Regions from separate parts of the Mus musculus genome. Here region 1 is linked to region 2. The links are chromatin contacts, called in public promoter capture Hi-C maps. All regions are on one chromosome and are shown on one strand. Each heading gives the region's core, a stretch centred on a gene start, on an enhancer-like site or on the middle of the called end of the contact. The rest is flanking DNA. Distances are from core to core; before and after follow the strand shown. Region 1 holds the start of Best3 (bestrophin 3). Region 2 holds the start of Cct2 (chaperonin containing Tcp1, subunit 2 (beta)).

The links. Capture Hi-C pulls out chosen DNA fragments and counts their contacts.
Region 1: a contact with region 2 is called in a promoter capture Hi-C map of adipose tissue. The contact joins the promoter of Best3 here to the promoter of Cct2 in region 2. A contact is called at or near these places in 3 of 39 promoter capture datasets (cranial neural crest, liver and maxillary cranial neural crest), 1 of 484 Hi-C or Micro-C datasets (embryonic stem cells) and 3 of 9 other capture datasets (adipose tissue, liver and pancreatic islet).

The regions. Positions count from the first base shown.
Region 1 is chr10:116,984,140-116,988,237 of GRCm38.p6, reverse strand. It overlaps Best3 (bestrophin 3), which reads right to left and starts at 1,924. Exons shown (of 10, transcript NM_001007583.1): 1 at 1,426-1,924. Gm46182 (a long non-coding RNA gene) reads left to right here and starts at 1,475. Exons shown (of 3, transcript XR_001779645.1): 1 at 1,475-1,564; 2 at 3,237-3,360; 3 at 3,856-4,098.
Region 2 is chr10:117,061,033-117,065,720 of GRCm38.p6, reverse strand. Cct2 (chaperonin containing Tcp1, subunit 2 (beta)) reads left to right here and starts at 1,869. Exons shown (of 16, transcript NM_007636.3): 1 at 1,869-2,015; 2 at 2,671-2,745; 3 at 2,839-2,904; 4 at 3,585-3,696; 5 at 4,140-4,216; 6 at 4,311-4,423. The coding sequence starts at 2,013.

The DNA.
Region 1 (4,098 bases), core at 675-3,174, 78 kb after region 2:
GTTTGCTAAACTGATGATGTTTTTAAAAAGCAGTGGCTATACTCGTTGTTTGGGCCAGTGTCTGCTAAAATCCTTAAAGAAATATTGATTTCACCTTTAAACTTCCTAAGAGGAAAAAGTTATTGATCCCTTCTTAGGAACCAGGAGCGATTGTCAGGAGGAAGCCCGGCCCCCAGAGCAGTTTAACAGATGGGCTACTTGGGTGTGTCGGGGGGTGGGGGTATCTTCCTGAGATGTGAGTCTCTCAGCAGCTCTCAGGGTGTACAGTCGGAATTCTGTACCTTTCAAAGGGAGCCGTAAACTTGATATTAAAAAGGCTACACTTTCCCCTTGGAAAGTCTCAATGAAATAATCAGAGACAAACAAACTGAGTCTTTTCTTTCTTATTTTGGAAGACAGGGTCATCCCACATTGACCTTGAACCTGGCCTTGAACTTTTGCTCCATTTCCAGTGAGCGCTGGAATTGTGGGACTGTACCACCGCCACTGTATGTAGTATTTACTTAGCGTTTTGCTTGGCACCGAGTCTTGTGTGTGCTGGGCAGGCACTGTCTCATGTGTGCTACATCCCTAGTGTGTCTGTAATTTAGAACACCTTGTTCTGGATTCATTTCGTGGACGTGGGCAGGATGAGAATGGGGCCTAATCCCAGTTTTCTTTGAGCTCCCTGGCATGCCTCGGCTTCTCACTGAGATGTGCCATCGGACTTCGAATAGATGGCTCAAAGCCGACCTTTGTTTGGAAACCTTACTCAGCTAACTGGGTAGTATAGGTCACATGCAAACAAAAGGAGATCTCTTTAAAATGTTAACTTTTCTCCAAAGGAACTACAAAGAACTTCTCACAGAGCAACACAGGCTGATAGATTTTAGGTCAAAATTATAATACACACACCCACACAAAAACCCAACCAAACAAACCCTAGAGCATATTTTTTTCCCCCCGTAGAGCGATTTATATCACACATTCTATCACAAATAAGAGAATGTTTCATTTAGACAGGCAAATATCCAACTGTGATTTATCCAGTTTCTCTAAGGACGTAAGAGCTGGCAGCTGTATCCACAGCAACAACAGCAAAGTGCTGATTTGTCCTCCATGGTTGTTGATTTTAATTAAACAAACCAGGGCCCTTTGCCTAAGTCAGTAGGTGACACCACAGAAGGGTGGGGTGCCTGCCCTAAAACAGGCTTCGCTTTGAGATCGCCACCTTGTCTCTCTGCCTCGGGAGAACTCAGCGACAGGGGAGAACAGAACAGCAATGTCCTAAGCTCTTCTCCAGGCAGGCCCCGTCAAGGGACAGCCTCTAACCAATCCCCTTTTCTTCCATTCACTCCTTCACCCTCAGTTCAGGCTCTGTCCGAAACCCGACGCCCACCAAGCATAAGGTCACGTTCAAGTGCAGAAGCCGGCTCGCGCACTAACCTATTTCTTTGGAGTCTCTCAAGGGAAGAGAAATCTTCAAACGATCTGCCGTCCCTGAAGAGGTGCCGGCTTCCACCCTCACTGGTGACCAGCTGGGTTTCCTCCTAGTTCTCCTGCTGCTGTGGCGATCCAGCGTGTAGTGAGTCCAGGGTTAAATGTTTTTCCACTTGCAGAGGCCTGTCTGTGCCAGTTTGCCCACTGATGACAGTTATAGCTGGGGACAAACAGAAGTGACAGCTGCTGATGGTGCTTTTTTCTAATCTATAATTATAACTCCACCTGCCGCCCAAAGTACCCCTTTGAACAAGAAGTCAGCGGCGGTGGCGGGAGGATGCTGGGCCATTTAAGTCCAGTTAAGATTCATTTCAACTCTGGCCTGGGATCAAGGAAGAAAAGCCTTTTTCTACTGAAAAGGTCTGAACATACTCCAGTAGCCAAAGAGGGGATTAGGACAGTCTTTTTGTGCATGAAATGAAGAATAAATTCTTATGGAGCCATACACTGGGGCAGACAGGAATGAAAGCAAGAATTCTGATCTTCTGAGAGATCTTGAGAATGCTCTTCCATTAAAAGCAGCAAGAGTGTGTGTGTGTGTGTGTGTTTAGGATGTGAGTATATTTATGTGCATGTGTAGTATGTGTATGTGTGGTATATATGTGTGTGTGCATGCATGTGTGTCTAGGGTATGAGTACATTTATGTACATGTGTGGTATATAGGTGTGTATGTGTACATGTGTATGGTGTATAGATATGTATGGTGTATAGATGTGTGTGGTATATAGGTGTGTGTGTGTGTATGTATGTAAGTGCATGTGTGTTGTATATATGTGTATGGTGTATAGGTGTGTATGTGTTCATGTGTATTGTGTACATGTGTGTGTGTACATGTGTGTGGTTTATATATGTGTGTGCACGCACATCCATATGTGCATGCATGTATGTGTAGGATGTGAGTATATTTGTATGGTAAGTATGTGGTGTACATGTGAGTGTGGTATGTGTGTGTGTGGTGTATGTGTGTGTGGTGTGTGTTTTAGAAGTGCACAGAGAATTATGTGATGGCCTGGTGCAGTGGAAAACTGTAACCCTCTGTCTTATTATGTTTCTCCCATGGTTAACCAGAAAAGCTTGTTATTCGAGATGGTTTCTTTCAGATTTATAATAATAGATATTTTCTTTCTTAAAAGAGGCTGCTCATCTGAGTTCTGTAGGTGATAGACTAATTAATTAATCTGAGGGTCATTTCCTGAGACCCTGTTAACTTTCTGAGGTAATTTTTCCACCTGTCATTACACCACAAGCTTAAAGAGAATAGCAAAAAATAGTTTTTGTAGAGAAACATGTAGAATAAAATATTATAAAAATCAAGACTAGGCTATGCCTGGTGGGTCATGACTGTAATCCTATTGATGGGAAAGTTGAAGCAGGAGACTTACCCTGAGTTCAAGGGTAGCCTGGGCAATTCAGTAAGTTCCAGGATAGCCTCAAAACAAATAAGCAAATGGATGCTTCCCCCACAGCCCTAAAAAGGAATACATAAAATTCAAATTTCTAAAGAATTAGTCAACCTTATGTGCATGTGAGCGACTTGGTCAAACCGCAAGCGCTTTAGAGTCCTGACAGATTAATTTTTCTGGCTTATTTGTATTGCTGGCTTATTTGTCCCTGTTCCTCTTGTTGCTAACTTCAGGTCGGGGGTCCTGTGAATAATGAATATTCATTTAGTAATTGTGTGCTAACTGATCGCACCCCTGGGGCTCCATTAACGGGTACTGGATCTTGTTACTGTTTGGTTATCACACTTCCACAGCTTTGAGTACCACGGGGGATTTGTGAACATGCAGAATGCAAACGTCGTATGCCACATCTTACATCTGTACTGCGGAGAAAGTGGGCGGTTAGACCTGCAATATTGTAAACAGTTTTCAGATTTGGTGAGCGTTATGGAATTTGAACTTCTATAAACCCTTGTGTGTACAAAAGGGAAACACTGCAGGCTCTATACCTCCCCGCTCCGGCTAGATGTGTAGCGGCCCCCAAACAGCGTAATTTGCAGTGGCCTTAACAGAAAACCAGGAAATCAGCATGCTTTGCAGGTGCGGTGTAAGCACTGTGGGTTGGTGAAGGCCACCAGGTATCCCATAGTGTTCTTTTTCTGCTACAAAGATGTGGTAGACAATCCCTACATGAGCATGCCGTTAGATACAGAGGGGACATGACTAAGGTCAAAGCTTAAGTAAAACAACATAGCTAAACAAAGCTTAAAAATTCAAATGGATTATCTTATATAGTGTCCACTGTTTTGTTTCGAGACAGAACCTTTTAGTGGCCTAAAACTCTCCCAGTAGGCCAGGCTAGCCCACCATGAGCCCTAGGGACCTACCTGTCTCCAACTCTCAGACACCACCCTGATTGCTTTTCATGTGGAGGCTTGGGATTGAACTCAGCGTTTCCAAGGCAACTGTTCTACCGACCGAGCGTCTCCCCCGGTTCCATTGACTGATCAATTTCTCAACAACAGAATATCTCAGTTCAGTTGATTTGTGAACAACACTCACAATGATTCTTACCATACAGGTAAAGTTTCCCTGATGGTAAGTGTCCTGAGAACCCGGACTTTATTCCATCTCTGGTGGACTAAGCCAGCCTGGGCTTCCGTGATGGCATCTATG
Region 2 (4,688 bases), core at 620-3,119:
TACTTGCTAAGTGATCAGAGAGATAAATGCTACCTACCAGTGGATAAAAGGAAAACTAACATTCTTTTTTTAAGCACGAGAGCTTTGCCTTAGGTGTCAAGAGTAAAGAGAAAAAAATATTTTCTGTTTTTGTTTTTTTTTGGTGTTTTTGAGACAGGGTTTCTCTGTGTAGTCCTGGCTGTCCTGGAACTCACTTTGTAGACCAGGCTGGCCTCGAACTCAGAAATCTGCCTGCCTCTGCCTCCCGAGTGCTGGGATTAAAGGCGTGTGCCACCACGCCCGGCAAAAATTAATATTTTCTAAAGAATTATTTATGTGTGTGAGTACACTGTCGCTGTCTTCAGACACACCAGAAAAGGGCATGGGATCCCATTACAGATGTTTGTGAGTCACCACGTGGTTGCTGGGAATTGAACTCGACCTCTGGAAGAGCAGTCAGTTCTCTTAACCCTCGGCCATCTCTCCAATTCCAAGAGAAATCTTTTAAAAAATGATTTATGTAATATATATATATATATATATATATATATATATATATATATATATGAATGAGTGCTCTATCTGCATGTATACCTGCATGCCAGAAGAGGGCATTAGATGGTTGTGAGTCTCCATGGAGTTTCTGGGAATTGAACTCTGCACCCCAGGAAGAGCAGCCACTGCTCTTAACCGCTGAGCCATCTCGCTAGCGCCGAGAAAACTTTTTTTTTTTTTTTGCATTAGTTTTGGGGCTTTTCCCTAGACTATGTATGTTTTAACCATTTCTCTCTTTTTTTAAAAGATTATTTATGTGAGTACACTGTAGCTGTACAGATGGTTGCGAGCCTTCTTGGGAATAGAATTTTTAGGACCTCAGCTTGCTCTGGTCAACTCCACTCAGTTCCTGCTCGCTCTGAGCCAAAGATTTATTTATTATTATACATAAGTACACTGTAGCTGACTCTTCAGACGCACCAGAGGAGGGCATCAGATCTCATTACAGGTGGTTGTGAGCCAACCTATGGTTGCTGGGATTTGAACTCAGGACCTTCGGAAGAGCCATCAGTGCTCTTAACTGCTAAGCCATCTCGCCAGCCCGAGAAAACTAATTTTTTTAAAGGTTTTATTTATTTATTATTTATATGAGTATACTGTAGCTGTCTTCAGACACACCAGAAGAGGGCATCAGATCCCATTACAGATGGCTGTGAGCCACCATGTGGTTACTGGGAATTGAACTCAGGACCTCTGGAAGAGCAGTCAGTGCTCTTAACCGCTGAGCCATAGCTCCAGCTCCCGAGAAAACTATTTTTGATAAACTGGAATATTTAGGACTTGATCTCTGCTTTGAAGTCATGTAAGTTATATTAGGGTGCCCCCCCCCCCCCCCGAGAAAACAAATGAAGCTGAGGTAGGGCAGAAGCAGCATCCCAGAATGGCCAGCCTGGGTCCACAACGTGAGTTCCGAGCTAAGCCAGAGCTACACAGTCAGATCATGTCTGAAAGATTAAATGAAGACTCCTTTATAAAAAAATCATTTAGTAATCTATTGATAAATAACTTTCCCAAAGGAAAAAATAAGCACGAAAATGGGAATGGTTGCCTCCAGGAAGGGTAAATAATAGAAATGATTAGTGTGCAACACTTGAAAATGTACGTCTGACCTTAAAACAAATTTTGAAAGATTATATTTTAAAAATATATGTCAGCAGGAACTTGGTTTCCGCGGCAACCCGCGCGGTACATTGTCTCTTTGTTCTCTAGTTCTATTCTAAAGCAGCCCGCCCCTGGCCCCGCCCCTAGCCCCGCCCACAGCTCAATGATTTCCGCCACCAACTGAGGTCCCGCCCCTTCTCCAGCGAGCCGCTACGCTTCCGGCCCAGCCCGCCACGCAGGAGGCGGAAACCCGTGCGTCCGGCTCCGCCCCCCGCGGCGGAGCGTGTCGTCACTTCCGCCTTTCTCTCTTTCCCCGGCCTGGCTTCCCGGCGCGGATTGTGAGGGGTTCTCTCCTCTACGCGGAATCCGTCGGAACCATGGTGAGCCTAGCTTTCGGCCAAGGACTTAGGCTCCCTGCTCCGCCCCGCTGTGTCCTGCCGCCCCGCTGGTCCTCTTGTCTAACCGGAGTCGCAGGCTCCGAGCGGCCGCCTCCTGGCCCCTCCGCACATGGCTCGGGCCGGGCATGAGGCCTGCGTGGGACCGGGTGACCGAGCTCTCCGCGCGGGACGGGAAGGGGGAACGCACACTAAGTCAGCATCTCTTTGTAAGATCAGGGCTGTTTCTCGGCTAGGGGACCTTGGCGACCCCCGGTCCTCACCCCAAGTGAAGAAGTTTCTAGCAGGACCTGCTGGCTCCGCCCTCTTCGGGGCGGGGCTGGAAGGGCGAGTGGCCGTGCTTGCCTGCGGAAGATGGAGGGTAGCTAGGTAGCTATGTTGGTCCGTGCTCGACCGGCCCAATGTTGCCTTTAGTTTTGCCATTCAGACCAGTGGGTCGGTGTGATGATTTATTCCTGGCGCCCATATGAGCGTCCCTCTCCCCATTTAAGTAAATACCCCACTCCCAGGACGGATTCCTGAAATTAGATGGTAAACCAATTTTCCTTTAGATAATCTACTTCCCGATCTAGTGAGAGGCCCTGGACGGGTGTTAACGAGTACTGGCATTCAAACGGCGTGTGTTGGCTTCCTCTCTTAGGCTTCCCTTTCCCTCGCACCTGTTAATATCTTCAAGGCTGGAGCTGATGAAGAGAGGGCCGAGACAGCTCGCCTGGTAAGCCCGTCTGTTGCTTTTAAATGATAAAATCCAACGCTTTGTGAGGGTAAATTCTGACCGCCTTTTCTGATTTTTCTTTTATAATTTAAGTCGTCGTTTATCGGTGCCATCGCCATTGGAGACTTGGTGAAGAGCACTTTGGGACCGAAGGGCATGGTAAGAAAGATAGGGAATTTTTAGAAGTTTCTTTTGTTTGTTTCTAATTTTGCTTTCCTGCGGTCTTGCGTAGTAGTGGCTGGCCAAAATTTTAATAATGGTTTAAAGCCTTTGGTGTAAATGTAGATAGTAACAATGTTCTTATTTATGTTTTTTAATCTAAAACTTACAAATTATAAACCGTTCTCCTGTGTTACCATCCCCAATCTCACATCCCTCTCCAGTGGCAGCAAGTGTTACCATTTACAAAACTTGCTGGTATTTTTCTTTTCTTTTTTCTTTTTTTCTTTTTCTTTTTTAGATTTATTTATTATTATATCTAAGTACACTGTAGCTGGTATTTTTCTGTTCACTTATAGGTAAGTTTATCATGTTACATATTTTTGCAACACATTTTTAAAGTAACATACTGTTTTTTGTTTATGTGTATCTGCTTTTAGTGTGTTTAACTGTCATATAGTGTTCTGGGATATTTGTTTCCATTGCTGTCTTGTGACAGTGTAGCAGAGCTAGTTTGTATTGCCTGTATGTCTAAGCTTTTTACACATTGAGGTTTGGTTGTAGGATACATGCATAGAAAACATTTAGTAGCCAACTAACTATCCAGAGGTTTTGGTATCTGCATGTATTCTTGAAGAAGTACTTAGACCTTAATTTGACAGAAATATATTTCTTTTCAGGACAAAATTCTCCTAAGCAGTGGACGAGACGCCGCTCTGATGGTGACCAACGACGGTGCTACCATTCTCAAGAACATTGGTGTGGACAACCCCGCAGCAAAGGTTCTAGTTGGTGAGTATAAGATTTGCTTGTTGTTATTTTCCAATAATTTATTCCCTGATAGGCTGTCAGCTACTTAAGTGATGGCCATTGGCATTTATCGCTAGTCAGATGAGTGTCAGAAGTATCATTGTTACCCATAGTCCACGGGGGGCTGCTGCCACCACAATTTTTAAATGGTACAACTCAGTCTGGCTGAACTGCCAAGTCCAAGTGGGCCCTTTCTTGGTGAGTTCTCTTGCTGTCATAATGTGACAAAAGGCCTAACTTGGTGAGACAGAAAAAGATTAGGGGTTAATTTACATGAACTCGTGAGGCACATTCAAGCTAAAGTATTTAACGGTTAAAGGTCTTCCAAAATTTTGTCAGGTGCATATTACTAATGGAGTTTACGCTTGTTGTGGAAGTTTTAAGAGAATTTAGTAATGTGGAGAAATAATTTCACTTTTTCCTAGATATGTCAAGGGTTCAAGATGATGAAGTTGGTGATGGCACTACCTCTGTTACTGTCTTAGCCGCAGAGCTGCTCCGGGTAAGAGTGCCTGACGCTTCCACCTTAGTATGGGGACTGTGGTTTGAGCAACAGTGGAATCCTTTCTTTCTTTTGTGTATCTGTTTATTGGCAGGAAGCAGAATCTTTAATTGCAAAAAAGATACATCCACAGACCATCATCTCAGGTTGGAGAGAAGCCACAAAGGCAGCAAGAGAGGCCCTGCTGAGCTCCGCTGTGGATCATGGGTTGGTGTACCGCAATCCCGTGGTGGGAAAGTCTAATCTAGAGAACCGTGAGAAACACATGTGACCATTACCTCGATACACTTTGTCTTCCCTCACAGCTAAAACACAGGCCGCCCTCCTATGAACCTTTATTCTTGGGAAGGTTTAGCTTTATGATGTAGGACACTTGTTACTCGAGATATTTCTAGACGTGGAATTGCTGAGTCTAAAAGAATACACATGTTTAGTTTACTTCTACATTACCAAATAAACCACCAGAAATTAA